Regions from separate parts of the Zea mays genome. Here region 2 is linked to region 1. The links are chromatin contacts, called in public Hi-C maps. All regions are on one chromosome and are shown on one strand. The core of a region is the stretch at or near the end of the contact, and the rest is flanking DNA. Distances in the headings are between cores, read along the strand shown.

Region 1 (7,882 bases), core at 2,898-5,397:
TTTTTTACATGGCACAACCGAAAGGTTTTGTTGTGAAAGAAAAAGAAGGTATGGGATGTCGCCTAAAGAAATCAATTTATGGTTTAAAACAAGCTTCAAGACAGTGGTACTTGAAGTTTGATAGAACAATAAAGGATTTTGGGTTAAAGAGAATGTTGAGGACAACTGTGTATATACAAAGTTTAAGAATGGAAAGTACATCTTCCTAATCCTATATGTGGATGATATCTTACTTGCTAGTAGTGATGTCAGTCTACTGCTGGAGACAAAGAAGTTTTTGTCCTCAAAATTTGACATGAAAGATCTTGGTGAAGCGTCTTTTGTTTTGGGCATAGAGGTTCACCGAGATAGAACAAAAGGGGTATTGGGACTGCCCCAAAAGTTATACATAGAAAAGATTTTAAAGAGATTCAATATGCACAAATGTAGTGCATCACCTGCACCAATAGTCAAGGGCGACAAATATGGGGATTTTCAATGCCCTAGGAACCAGTACGAGCTCGACCAAATGAAAGTGGTTCCATATGCTTCTGCTGTCGGAAGCCTGCAGTATGCTCAAGTGTGTACGCGCCCTGACTTAGCTTTTGTTACCGGGTTGCTTGGCAGATTTCAAAGTAATCCAGGGATTGAGCACTGGAAATTGGTAAAGAAAGTCTTGCGATATTTGCAAGACACGAAAGGCCTCATGATGACGTATAGAAGAACATATTCACTCCAAATAGTGGGGTACACAGATTATGATTATGCGGGAGATGATAGAAATCCACATCGGGATATGTGTTCACTCTCGCAGGTGGAGCTATTTCATGGAAAAGCTCGAAACAAACCGTCACTACATCGTCCACAGAGTATGCCGAGTTTGTAGCGTGTTTTGAGGCTTCAGGGCAGGTGAATTGGTTAAAGAAGTTCATACCCGGTTTAAAGGTGGTCGACAGCATACATAAACCACTAAAGTTATACTGCGATAATGCTCCAGCAGTACAGTATGCTCACAACAATAGGTCAAGTGGTGCTGCCAAACACATTGACATAAAGTACTACGTTGTGAAGGATAAAGTCTGGGATCAAATAATAAGTCTTGAGCATATAAGAAGTGAAAAGATGCTCGCGGATCCGCTTACAAAAGGCTTACCACCCAAAGTGTTCAAAGAACATGTAGCCGACATGGGTTTAAGGGAAAGCCTATGATTCCTGGACTATAAATAGGGCCTAAAGTTAAAGTACTGTTTCAGATCGGAGATGTGTATTGTAGCTGTCAAATCTATCGACGATTGATCGTGACGATGAAACATGCTCTATGCACTTATCTGTGATGAAACGAGTAAAGTGAAAAGTGTTGAAGTTAAAGTTTAAAGTTTAAAGTGAACGATGAGATCAAGGGGGAGAATGTTGGATTGATCTCCACCAAGATGGGCCCAACGGACATCTTGGGCCTTTGATCACGCCCTGATCGGGGGCGCCCAACCCTATATGGTTGGTGGGCCCCTGTCACACTGCGCTATAAATAAAAGGGTGGGGGCCGGCGGCTCGGTGGACGTGTTTCGCGAGACCGTACTCCCCACCGACAAAACCCTAACACCGATCTGAGAGGGTGCACAGCCAGTGACGGGAAGACACCGCCGTTCATCGCCGTCGACAACCTCGCTGCATCAACCTTCATCAACGAACCTGATGGCGAACGAATCTACATCCTCCAACACACCTGCACTTCCCAACGACGGTAACAATCTAATACTGTTTTGTTCTAGAAATTAGGAACCCGAAATTACTCAATAGAATATAGATTACCCTACTGATTTACTTCTAGAGATCCTGTAAATGTAACAGGATGCACACGTAGACGCGGACGGATTGGGGAGAGGAACACTGAACGCGAAAATTTGAGGGAGCTGAGGGCGTCCATACGGGATGCGGAACTTTTCAGAGGCGAATACATGAACTGTTTGAGCAAGCGAATTCAGTTTTTCCCTCTAATATTTATTTTAAGGTAAGTTTACATCTTATTTTAGAGTTGCTTTAAGTCTACCTTTTCACGCGCATATTAAGATGGTGTTTGGTTTCTAGTGACTAATATTTTTAATCTCTCCATTTTATTACATTTTAGTTTCTAAATTAACAAATATAAAAACTAAAACTCTATTTTACTTTCCGAATTAAACAATTTAAGAACTAAAATAAAATAAAATAGAAGTATTAAAAATTAGCTCTAGAAATCAAACACTACGCGCCCGGCTCGGATTGACCCGTCCCACTATTTTTTGCGTTTAAGCGCACATGCATAACGAGCCGTGCGTGCCAGACTTTTTTTTAGCTTTTGCAGACAACGAAAATGCGATAGTTATGTGGGTGTTTGCACGGGTGTCTGTTTGGATTGACGCCGGATTCCGAATCAATGGAGAAGAGAGGAAAATGGAAAGTTTAGGAGAGAAAGCTGAGATCAGGAAAACAACTATCAGTTCCTTCGTTTTATTCAGACGCTAGTACTCAGTAATAGTGCCTCCCACTTTTATCTGTCTCTACACTCCATCTTCTCCCTTGCAACCCCGCCTGCAACCACCCCTTGCTTGCTCCCGTGCTCCCATGCATGGCGGCTTCCAGATCCACACGGACACCTGAATCCCACGCGTTGGATCTAGCTAGGCACGCCAACTCATGTACTTCCTGGCTTCCTCCTCCCCGTGTACTAGCCGGCCGGCGGCATTCCATTGAGGCAGTTTCAGGTCCACGCCGGGAACCCTAGCTATGAAGATGTACGTATAAGGAGGATTGGAAAGGGCGACTATATTTTCTATAGTCTTGAGTCACGTGACCAAATTAATTTTTGATGACAGTGTGATCTAAAAAATCGAGGAGTCTCATCCTACTTTGACCTGAAACCAAACACAACCTAAAGTTTTGGATAAAAATCGATCTAGTTTTTCATTTGTTCACAAGAGTTCAATGTTTATATCCTTATCACTACATATGCAAGTAATGTTAACTGACATGAAAACATCATAATGGAATAAAAAAGTTTGTTGACGCTGCTCCAAAGCATACTCTTCGATTATAAATGGACAAGAATCTATGCCCGTGTTCAAGAATAACAAGCTTGTGAAAGAAGGTGGCAACGTGTGCAATCCTATCCTATGCTTTCTGAAGGATGCTCTGCCCACCCGCGCGCCCCACCAATTGCACTAATCTGGAATTCTGGATACCGAGCGCGGACGTGGAGGTTGAGACCACTGATACAGATAGTTCTTAACCTATTTTTATTTGACGGTTTGTCGAGAACTGCCAGTAAAAATATTTTCACTGGTGGTTAAGGTAAGAAACCGCCGATACAAATCTTTTTCGAGAAATATAAATATATCACACTCGCACATATCCTCTTCTGCCACTCCACCCACAATATACTTGAGTCAAGATTGTGGCTTTGTTGCCTACTACATATTAGAACAAATCAAGTGTAAATTAACTGTTTGAGGCTACAAACGAAAATGTTGTCAACTATAAAATTAAATAACTTTTTAAATTCTACAACTTTTATTTTAGTACCTTTGCATTCGAGGTCGTTTGCAAAAAAAAAAATGCATTCTAAATATGGCATATTCAAATGCATTTCAAAACCAAAAAGTTGTCGATTAAAAAGTTTGATAACTTTTAAAGATCTATAACTTTTATTTTGATGGTTTTCCATACGATGTCATTTGAAAAAAATCGAAAAATGATTTTAAAGTACTTCTAGTGATGATTTTCTTGAGAAACCACCATGAAAAACGTGTTTCCACTTACGCTTCTTTGAATCGGGCCGACTATTTTATTTCACTAACGTTTGATAACTAAATCTGTCTATAAAAATTAGACCTCATCATAGTTATAGAGTTTTTTTTTCTAGTAGTGGCATGTCATCGCGTTGGAGATAGCTTTAAGAGAGTTGTGACCTGGCACCTGGGACCGCGAGGAAGAGGAATATTCAGACGATGAAGAAGATGAACAATGGAAGTCTTGCGCATGCATATGGCCAAGTACACATGAAGATTCCCAAGGACCCAAGTGGTGAGGCCTATTGATATTTTCTTCAGGGCCGCCCTGTTGACAATTGGGTAGCCGCCCCGGCACCGTAACCAAGCCATCATCTCAAGTCATCCACACTTCGAGTAGTATCTACTCTAGTAACCACCTATCTACGAATCTGTCCACTTGCACAAACAAAGCGACTGTCCACAAGTCAGTCAGTCTCTGGTCTTCGTCGCTCAACGGCAATGCAGCGAGCCAAATGAATGACTAGCGGGTTAGGCTGCTTCCAAACCCAAGATATTGACCATGGTGCCTATCCGAATATTGTCAACCATATCAGCGCGTCACATCACTTTTTTATAGACTTTTGATTGAAATAAAACACGATGTTCTATTACAATATAAATTTATCCGAGTACACGCTTAAGCAAATAAAATTTATATAGTTCATGAAAACAATTAAAATGCAAAAAAAGCTATATAATTCGTATAAATAGCCAATACACCAGTCACCACTACTCATCTTCGTCATATTTCTCTTCCCTCTCTTCTTCTTACTCGTCTAATTCTAGTTGCTTTGTCCACTTTTTAAGGCTAACTTGTAAGCACTTTTAATGTCTTCGTCTATATATATCGACGCTAGAGCGATTCAATAATTCGTTGAATTACTCAAGCAATTTAATTAGAGTAATCCTCCTGGCTAGCCTTGTTCAGCTTCTTCAATACCATTTTCTCTGTAACTGTGACTCGCTGCTACCTGTTGCTAGCCTATTCCCCTTCCGTAAGCTCTTGCCCTATCGCGGCTGATAGGGCGTGGCACGCCCACACTTTCGTACAGCGTGGAGCTATAATTGTCATCCAAGTTGAGACGAGATCTTTTGCTTCCATCACTGGAGTCGTCGCCACTTTGCCTTGTGCACCACTTGACTGATGGCAAAGAGCGCGTCATGTGTGCTTTAGTTTGAACTCAGCTTCTGTAGGCTTGTTGCGGAAGCTCTGCTCCACTCGGTCGGGCCGCACACAAACAGTTGTGTGTACTTTAAAAGAGGGCGATCTTCAATTTCGATTGCTCATCGACCACCGATCCTTTAGCTGCTTGAGGGTGCGGTAGTGTGGAACTTGGTTATTCGGACCCAAAAAGTCGACCACTTCTTGTCGTTGCATCAATAAGGGCCACAGAGTGTAGCGGCCATGCATGGACCTAAAAATGTGCGGAATTCATTAAAAATATATGTGTACTTATCGGCCTTTTATTCTCCATCTTCAGAAGAAGAGCATGGGTATAGAAACAAAGGTTGTGTATTTAGAAAACAGGGATGGACAGAAACATCCTATTGGAGAGTTGAGGGTATGAATGAACCTAAACACCTTCTCTATTTGTAGGGCTGATTTTTGCTAAACTTTAAACGGCCAAAGCGATGCAGATCAATAATGCAAAAATGACACGTAACAACAGACGACCGGTATCGACCACTAGTAGAAAAAAGCTCAAAGCCTACGGGGTGATATATTTTTACATACGGATTCGGTTATCAACCGCCTGTGTTATTTTTAGTGGCGGTTCCTTAAAAACAGCCACTAGAAATTGTATTTCTACAGGCAATTACTTAAGAAAACTGCCTATAGAAATCCATTTTTATCCTTAATTTTTCGATTTTTCTTAAGAACTGCCACTAGAAATCATTTTTATCCTTAATTTTTTGAGTTTTTCAAATGACCTCGTATGATAAAACCACCAGAATTAAAGTTGTATATCTCTAAAAGTTATGAAACTTTGTAGTTGACAACTTTCTTATTTGAACTCATTTCGGTTCTCAAAAATTGCATCTAAATTTGTCAAATTTAAAATTCAAATTTTGCAAACGACCTTGGATGAAAAAGTGTCAAAATGAAAGTTGTAGAACTTCAAAAGTCATTCAACTTTGTAGTTGACTACTTTTTTATTTGAATTCGTTTACGGTCTTAAATAAGCAATTTACACTCAGTTGGTTGTAATATGTGGACAAAACTACAGACTAAACACAAAGCATGACATATGCAGAGTGGTAGTGGATGATACGCGTGAGCAGGGGGTAAAGTGGGTCATGGCCCCCCTCAATTTTATACAACCTATTATACATAATGACCATTTATTATTAAGTGAAGAAAAAAATAAAAGTTTTGATAAGATATAGTCCTATTCTAAACTAAAAAACAAATGGCTAGCGGCTAAAATTAAAAATTTAGAATGAATCAACTAATTAACGCACTAATTTTTAGCTATACCCTTCAAATAATCATTAGTTGTTAGCTGCCTCAACCTAGCTAAAACCATTTAACAATTAGCTGCCTAAAATAATCTTGTCAAGAGCCTCCTCGTCAGATCCTCTCCAACCGAGTCCTCGCATCTATCACTTCGACCTTAATCTTTTCGACGCCACCTAAACCAGTTTGCCTTGATACCGGTTTCGACCTCCGCCTCCACCTGACCCAACGCTGTCCGACCCCGCCCCTTTCTGGCGCCTCCACCCCCGCCCCGTCGTCGTTGCGACACCGGCCCGCTCGATAAAGTCAAGTCTCGCTCGTCACAATGATGCGACCCGTCTTCGTGACCAACAAGCTTGGCAAAACAGCAAGCCCCATCTCTGAGCTGGAGACGTCGCTTGACCCCACCCCTTTACTGGCACCTCTGCCCTTCTAGGAGATTGACATTTGACAATGTACACGACTTTGATTCGGTCATAAAAAACTTAGCAGTATCTTTGCTAAGTTTTTTAATAATCTCGCTTGATTTTGTCGTGTGGTGTTTTTGGCCCCCCATAAATTCTCGACCTACGTCCGCCACTGCGTGTGAGGGGTGAGGTCGGTGGTTCGATTTCTAACTGAAAGCATCTAGGCCCCTGGTTGGTTTTAGTGATTAATGACAACGTAATATTATATGTGACTAACGTGTGTTTTGCAGAGACAAATGGTAAGTTAGGTCACATGACAGGTAAAAGCACTACAATGTGAAAGCAATCCCGGAGATAAGAACTCGAAGCGACGGCTAAAACGACGGAACAAAAGGTGAAGGTCTACGGAGTCCGAGTGTCAAGGAGATGTGGACACTCGCGATTTAGTTAGGTCTTTTATTCTCTTTTAGCCGTACTATAAAGAGGGGTTGTCGATGAGTAGTTTGACCAAGAGAGTTCTAGTGTAGTGTTGGTGCACAATCACACTCATACACAGTGCTAGGTGTCACTCTAGAACTCACATACAAGTTAGAGCGAAAACCGATTTGAAAATCATTTGAAAAACAAGACTTAGGGTTTCTGGCTTTGGGGCACCGGACTGTCCGGTGTGCACCGGACTGTCCGGTGCACCCTCTGTCAGGTGGGACCAGGCTGGTTCACAGCAGAGCCTTCCCAGTCGCAGAAACCCGAGAGCGCTGCCTTCGGAGATGAATTTTAGTGGCACACCGGACATCGCACCGGACTGTCCGGTGTGCACCGGACAGTGGACTGTTCACTGTCCGGTGCGCCATGAGTCCAACGGCTCTGTGTCAGAACTAGCCGTTGGAAGTGACCGTTGGCGCACCGGTGGCGCACCGTTGGCGCACCGGTGGCGCACCGGACTGTCCGGTGCGCCATCGCGCAGCAAGTTTCCTGTAACGGCTAGTTGGTGGGTGAGGGCTATTTATACCCCTTCCACCCACCATATTCAATGTCTTGCACTCCACATTTATTCCAGCACCTTGGTAGAGTATTGCAAGCACCAAAAGCCTAGTGAGGAGATTAGAGAATCATAATCCGCGCTTGTTCCTCATTAGCGCTAGTGAGAGCCACCTAGAGCACACACCACTTGCATTAGGCTTCTCTTGGTCAAGCGAAAGTCTATGGCTTGTTACTCTTGGTGATCGGCATCA
Region 2 (7,882 bases), core at 3,026-5,525, 68 kb before region 1:
CTTTCTCTTGGAGTCTGCCTCGTCGGTGTTTCTTTCACCAGATCCACAGCCACACACCTCTGTGCAATGATTCGATGTCAAGCCGCCAAGCCGCCATGGACCCTGTCGCCATCGCCATTGCTGGGAGCTGTGCCAACGCGTGGAAGCGGTTGAGGAGAGCGAGCGGCCGAAGAGCGACACGAGCAGCGGTGCGCGCGAGCCGCAGTGCACGGCATGGAGGAGACGCTCTTCCGGCGCTGCACCATGGATCTCGTCTATGGGGACGCTTGTCCGCCGCGGTTGTGCTGGCTTCGTCGCGCTCGCTCATGTCGTGCAACCGCCGCCACTGAAACCCTAGTATCAGCCATCGTGGAAGGCCAGATAGAGCGATTGTTTTTATACGATGGTACATGAGCGTAAACTTGTGTATAACTAAGCGTAAACATTATAGTGGGTGGACCGGATGGTGCGCCTGGTCAACCGGACGGATGGTCGGGGCTTTCTGTAGTTAAATAGAGCCCAGGGCTCTAAATACATATACTATATATATATATATATATATATATATAAAGAGGGGAGGATATCTCACTCTCAATGATCTATGGATCAACTCAAAGGTTTCAAGGTTGAATCTATAAGAGCTTGTTCGGTTAGCTCTCAATCTATGTGGATTGAGTGAGATTAGGTGGGTTTAAATCCCAAGCAAGTCAAATTTTTTCTTTTTTTTCTAATTCCATCCAATCTATAGGCAACGGGATTAACCGAAAAGGGTCTAAATTGGAAAAATGGTTAGAAGGATTGGGGGAGGGAGGGATAGAGACGAGAAATAAATCAGGTCTGTCTCAACGAGAGAACTACATGTTGCCGTTTAAATTGGACTTCAGTGTCGTAAGTCATGACACCAAATCGAGTAGCTTTGATGGCAGAGGTTAAGGCGCTAACTCATAGGTCAAACACGATAGTGGTTTTAGTGGGGGGATGTGCACGTAAAATTTTGATTAAAAAATGATGAATTCAAAAAGATCAGTCGTGCGCTTGACTAGGCTATGTAGTTCCGTATACGACCACGCGATTGTTCCATAATACATCCAAAAGCGAAGTAGACTGATTTTTCCAAAGAAGCAAACAACGTGCACGAAGAAAATGACAGGTACCAGACCAGACTAACTGACTAAGCACTAAGCTTAGAGCCTTTTGGTTGTAGACTAAACATTAGTTTCTCCATTTTAGTCACTATTATCGAACGGCGAGACTAAACTGCTTTAGTCTCTAGTGTCCTGAGAGGTGTTTAAGATTGTCTAAATTATATTGATTTCACATTTTGCTTCTCATTTATTTCAGTTATATTAATAGTGAGAAAATGGTAAAAGGACATTTTGGTCTTCTTGTGAGCTATTTAATACATTCTGAATAATTTTAATGATTGGGACCAAACATGATAGATGTTAAACTTCAGTCACCGAAATAAATTTTACCTCCTAGGCTTAAAACTAAAGATGCCCTTAGTTGAAAACTATATGCGCATCATCTACTGCACCATATATAACAGCCACAATACAGCGTCAATTCCTTCCAGCCCGATGAATCAAGCGGAACTTCCCAGACTTCACGGGTTGAGTAGAAAACAAGTGATGCCTGGTGCAGTAGATAATGGTGGTGGTCCTCGTCGTGATGGATTGCGGCGCCCGCGGTTGGCCGACAGAGTAGATAGTAAGTAATAATCAATATTATTATGCATGTATATAATAAATAAAAAACGGAGCCTTACAGCAGCGTCCTGGCTGGCGGGTCAATCGGCAAGCAAGCGGGGGTCGGGGGGAGGCGGCTGGTGGGCGGCGGAGCAGTCCGGTCGTCCACCGCCCCACGTTGTGGCCGGCCAGTCGTGCGGTGATGGCGACGGGCGGCGACCTCCGAACCTTCCCGTGAAAGACCTCTGGACGAAGACGAGACGACCGCACTCTGGTGCCCGTGATGGCGTTTCTTTCTAGAGGCTGGGCCATGGGCTACTGACTCGCTGGTCTTAATTAGTGAAAAAGGTGTGACTGCCCGTGAACTGACGACGGCTACCTGTTGAATGCCAACGCAAACGGTGCCGTGGTCGACGGTTGGTAATTGGCATGCTTGCGGTGCTCCGACGGCACCGTGGGCGGAACGCAGAGTCGTGGAGTGGAGCGCCGGACCGACCCGCACGTGTTTGACTAGCCAAGCCACACAGCTCTGCCCAGGAGACCGGCCGGGCCGGGCCGGGCCACCACCACCGCCAGCCGCGGCGGCCTTGCGTTTCCACCCAGCTTCCCTCCCGCGCGGCGCCGACGGACGCAAAACGTCGCACGTGGGCCACGGCCAACTTCAGCCCGCGGTGATCACTCTGCTCTGGCATCTGGGCCCCGCGCCATCCCGCTGGGTCGCCTACTTTTCAAACCCAATCCTCGGCGAACTACTACTCAGGAACATTTGCGAATGCGCGGGTGGCCCACAGCTCAGTCGCGCCTGCTACACAGTCCAGTAGTATACCTCTGTTATTATTACTCCCCTATGGAAATTTTCAAACTCAAGTTGGTTCATTCCTGGTCTCATTCTCATGAAACATAGTGCTAGGGAAAAAATAAGTTTCATTTGATCAATTGGATGAACAGTTTCGCCTACAGCTAACAACTAAAACAGTGCGAGGGATTGGTTGGTTGTACGATTTCATGTTGTTTTTTCCTATGCTAGCTAGCACGTAGTGTTTCGCATGTCGCGTCGTCGACCACACCCCCGCCGGCGGTGACGACGATCTCTGTTCCACGCCATGTCCGGCCGCGCGCCGTCCTCCCCTTGTGTCTGTTCCTCCTCCTGCACAACTGCAGAGTGCAGACCCCTCGTGTCTTGCTCTGTTACCGCTGTTTCGCTCTGACAGCCAAGCCAGCGCTGCGCAGTTGACCATTGCGGCGTGCGCTCGAAGACAATCTGATCCAGAATCTCCTGCGATGCCAATCTCCCAATCCATCCGATCCGTTCCGTCAGTCCTTGGTCGGCGACATCTCGAAGAGCCGGCCGGACAGCGCGGTGACGAACGCCGCCTTGAAGCTGGGGTCCCGCGTCAGCGTCATGGCCATCTGCTCCGCGAGGTTCCGCCGGATGAGCTCCGACGCCGCCGCGGCCACGGGCGGCTCGCATTTCACCGCGCCAACCGCCTGCTGCTGCTGGTGCTGCTGGACCTGCTGGTGGTGGAGCGGCGCCGGAGCGGCGGCGACCGGCCTCGGCGGCGACGGCGGCTTCTTGCTGGCGCCAGGGCTGGAGCCGTCGTGCGGCGCCTGCGCCTGTGGCGGGGGCTGGCCGTGGTTGTGGTCGCCCTCGTACGTGGCGACCAGGATGGTGGGGTCGTCGGCGCTGCGCTGCACCTTCTTCTTGACTGGGCAGGCCGGGGCGAAGGAGCAGCGGAAGTAGGCCCGCGGGCAGGGGTTGTCCTTGGTAACCTTCTGCCCGTACTTGCGCCACTGGTACCCGTCCTTGACCACCAGGCTGAGGTCGGCCGGGTCGGCGTGCACGTGCAGCTTCGACACCCTGGGCTTGCACTCCGCCTCCCGGATGCGCTTGCACGGCTCGCCCGAGGTGCACTCCGTCTGGTCCGGCGCCACCGCCGGGTAGTGCTGGTGCAGTAGCTGCTGCGCGGGCGGCGCGGTGTCCGTGCTCTCGCTCTTGCGCTTCCGCGACGGCGACACGGACCCGCCCTCCGACGTGGACGACGGGTGGTTCCCGCAGGCCGTGGCCGCCGCGGCCACCATCTCCGTGTACTGCCCCCGCAGCGCCTCGTACTTGGAGGCCACCTCGGCCAGCGCCTCCGCCAGGCGCCGGTTCTCCTCGCCCATCCGCTGCAGCTCCGTCTCGAGAGCCGCGACCTGGGATCAAATCAAGGGGACAGTCCGTTAGAGTCTTTGCTCGTCGTCACGCCCGCCGTCTCCGTCCAGTCCAGGTGGGGTGGGTGCATGCTTGCGTCGCACATAGGATCGGAGTGTAGTGTATATATGCGTACCTCTGGTTCTTTCTTTGGAGGCGGCAGGAGGAAGTTCTCCTCGACGAGCAGCTTGGGCCTGGGCAAGGCGACGGCCACCGGCGCCTGGTGGTGGAGGCTGAGCGGCGGCAGGCCGACGCGCAGGTCAAGGCTCAGAGAAGGCTGGCTGCTGATCCATGGATCCATCTGCTGACTGCTTCCTTCTTCCACCTCGGTGTCCAGGTCGACAAGAGACGTGTAGAGCGGTCGACGGAGAAGAGAACTTGGAGAGTAGAGAGAGGAGGAAGAGGAGTAGAGACGCTTGAGAGTTGGAGTGGCGATTGCTCGGGACATGGCGTGATTTATATAAGGACTGGGGACTGGGGGACTCGACGACCCGGCCGGGAATATCGAAGGAGGATGGTCCGTCCGGGCGGTCTCATCGGCTAGAAGAAGAGAGAGAGAGAGAGAGAGAGAGAGAGAGAGAGAGAGAGAGAGAGAGAGAGAGAGAGAGAGAGAGAGAGAGAGAGAGAGAGGCGCTGCCAGTGCCAGCCCAGCGCACGTCGCCATCACTCGCACACGCGCCTGTCCTCTTCTCCGGTCGCGCGGCGATCGAATCAGCAGCTGAGCTGAGGCGAGACGAGAGACCGCATAAACAAACAAGGGGCCGTGGAATTCGCGCACGCGAATGTGGCGGGGGAATACTGCTGCTACAACTACTAGAAGAATAGGCGAGTGGTGGGGCCCGGGGCGGGGGTCGGAGGACGACGACGACGAAGCGCACTGGAGGTTGCCGATGGACCAGCAGGAGAAGACGTGACTGACCGTGATGGCGACGCCGACGCCGTGGCCTCTGCCTCTCTGCTGAAATATTTTTTTTCAGTGCTGGTACGCCTATTTGTCACGAGTCGGGTGGGACGGAGGCGGGTGAGCGAAGCCTTGGTTGGCCTCGGATAGCATGTCGGCCTGCGGATGAGCCGCGAGAGGATGACGGCGATGGTCGCCTGCAGGTTGGGTGGCGGTGGCTCCGGAAGTCAAGAAAATACACCACCACACATGCCTAGGAAAGATCGGCGGGGGGACCAATTGACGACTTTAGCTTGTTGACCAGCCTTTCTGGTCGGAAGAGCGAGAGCCTGGTAGTGGTAGCTTAGTTAGCACTAATTAATCCGGCAGATTTTAGACTTTCTCTGTTTCTGTTTTCTAAACAAACTTTTTTTTACAAAAAAAAGAAAAGAAAAAAGAGAGAGAAGAGCATGCGCATGTGGTGGTACTGCTGGTAGCTCTAGTCTAGGTGAGGGAAAGGTCGCTCCTGATGGCTGCGGCTTAATTTCCTTGCTAGGTGAGCTCCGGAGGCCCAAACTAATGGAATCAGAATAATCCGGCGAACTAGCTACCAACAAGTAAGTAGTATATACGTATCGCCGTGCCGCCGCCGTTGCCTAATTCTGACTGACCAAACATCCTTTCATAGTGCTCGCCGCACGGGGGGCGAGGATCAGTACGTACTTGCACCGTTTCTTTATGACCACCTTTGTTGCCGAGGTTTTTGATTGATTAGGCCGCCGTATGTAAGCAGAAGCGCTGTTCTTCTTTTGACTGACACGTCGCATGCAGGCGCGCGGCTTGTCGTTACCTTTGCGTTCTAGTACTTGTGCAGAGGTTTCTACAAAGATTTTGCGAGACCGGACCTGGAAATCCGTCTGTCTGCTGTCTTCGTTTCCGCAAGGCGTACAACTGTTCCTGTTCCTTGTTACTCGATCGGCCGACTACTTGCTTGCGATGGCGTGTATATGGCTAACAAGTTGAGCTGACCCATACGAGGAGTTTAATCGGTTTAAATTGGCTTGGAAGAGTAAGTTTTCCACGCTGGTTTTCGTCGTGATTGACTGCGTCGTCCGTTACCTTCGTCGCGCAGAAAACCTCGAGGGCTGGGGACGGATCGTAGTCTCTCCCATGTACTGGATCCTCTAGGCCACCACAGTCTACTACCACCCAGGATATAACCTAATTCTAGTATACTCTCTGCACCATGGTGCAATACAACACGCGCGGCGACGTCCCCGTCACGCCATGACACACAGTTCGCGCACATGTGAACCCACGGGGCGCCGCAATCCGTTGCGGCCCGGGCCCGGCCGGCCACCACATATATATATGAGTCTATCGTGGCATCACGGACGACGGACCGTCAGCTGCCGGGGAGGAACAGCAGTTATTAATGTGGCGAGAGACTTTTTTGCGTCCGGCATCTCGGTTTCCAACGCATTATCGTGTCCATGTCGTTGAGGAAGGTGGCTACTAGGACCTAGTAGCAGCTAGGAGGAGGAGAACCTGGACACTGGACTTGCTAGCTAGCTAGGAAGAAGGTCCAAGTTTTGCTCTACTTTTTTTGTCTTAAGATAAACGTATAAAGTATCGTTTTACGTGCTCACGTACGTCGTCGTCGTTCACGTCCAGGTCCATCATCAGTACAGCTCTGTCGCTGACCATAATAATAACCATCTTATTACTATTGTCGAAATAATAGATCGATGTGCCAGTATAGCATTGGTAGCAAGGTGTTTAAGCGGATGGTCCGGCCTCGTCCGCGGTCCAGACGGTCCGCGCCTCAGTTAGGGTTCCTAGTTTCTCACAGGATTTGTTGCCTAAAACCGTGGAATTAACTCGTGAAACAATTTGAAGCGGATCCAGTCCTCCCCTTTATATAGATGAAAGGCTACGGTCGATTGAACTCCCAACAATCGATCAAATCAAGTCTATTTCTCTTTTTTACCTTATGCATTAGGAGTAGCTCTAGTTTAGCCCTAATTTAGTATTTCAATCCCCCAAATTCTCCGCTTCTCTTCGACTCTATGTCGATTAGAGGAGTCTAGGTCGGCCTAACGAGCCTAGACAACACCTAGGATCTCTCCTCTCCGACGGGGTTCCTCCCAGGAGCGAGATCCAGGCGCCGCCGCGACCTTCGCCGCCCCTGCGCACGTGCGGACCATCCGGCATCTAGACGCGGACCGTCCGGCTGTCAGGCAGGGAACCCAAGCCCCTGTACCAGGTCGCGGACCGTCCGGCCCCGGGCCGCGGACCGTCCGCGCCTTTGCAGAGGGCACCGCCGCCGGTTCTCGTTATAGTGATTGGCGCTCGAAAAGGTGTCAACATACTTTTGGCGACTCCGCTGGGGACTAGATATCTAGATCTACTAAAAATCGGTCCATAGATGGCCGGTTCTAAGGATCACACCAAGATCTCCACCACCAACATCATCAAGCCGGCCATGGAGGCGCTCCCGGCTGATGACCAAAGACCCTTTGAGGACCTCATAATGCGCGATGAGAAGGAGGTGATGCGGCAATGGAACGAACAACGTGACAAGGAGGAGGCAGAATTGCTGCATAAACTCTCCGAACGACGCAAGGAGGCGACAGAAAAGTCTTTGTCACACTTCACGGTGGATTGCCACCAGAAGATCATCCGTCAAGGGGAGATCGATATGAAAGCTCGCCTACCTCCACTTCAGGGTCCTGCTGTAAGTACTCCAGATCTATCTCTTACGACTTTCATGGATCAACAAGGAGATCAGTTAAAGCAATATGTAGATGAATCTATTAAAATGCATTTACGTTCATACGAGAAATCAACTGCTCCTAGTTTTCCATCGCGTGAGTCTAATACAGAGCCACCCGCACCAAGCGCATCGGCTACAAATGGGTCACCCTTGACCCAACCATCATGTGGTATGCCGATGCACGCTTTCGTGTCACCATCACAGCCGCTGCCATTAGGCACGCGACAAGTACTGGACGCAGCCGGACCGTCCGAGCATCATCTCAGACAGTCCGGTTATACCGCGGACCGTCCGGCGTATTTTGCCGGACCGTCCGACCCGACGCAGGCCCGCACACAAAACGCTCAGGTCGCACCGTGCATGGTCGG

Evidence for each region. A called contact is a pair of places that touch in the nucleus more often than the background predicts.
Region 2: a contact with region 1 is called in a Hi-C map of leaf, with 7 times the contacts expected there. The contact joins the promoter of LOC100279570 here to the enhancer-like site in region 1. A contact is called at or near these places in 3 of 25 Hi-C or Micro-C datasets (bundle sheath and leaf) and 1 of 3 datasets of contacts at active chromatin or transcription factors (seedling).

What each region holds. Positions count from the first base shown.
Region 1 is chr5:94,835,211-94,843,092 of Zm-B73-REFERENCE-NAM-5.0, reverse strand. No RefSeq gene overlaps it. Among protein-coding and RNA genes, the nearest start is that of LOC103626716, 6.4 kb to the left of the region's middle. Within about 2 kb of position 4,147, at least 8 of the 20 cell types and tissues checked have an H3K27ac peak or open chromatin away from gene starts, as enhancers often do. A contact at or near this core is called in bundle sheath and leaf, where this site is marked.
Region 2 is chr5:94,903,630-94,911,511 of Zm-B73-REFERENCE-NAM-5.0, reverse strand. LOC100279570 reads right to left here and starts at 4,275. Exons shown (of 2, transcript NM_001152567.1): 1 at 3,995-4,275; 2 at 2,576-3,860. The coding sequence starts at 4,159. The coding sequence ends at 2,982.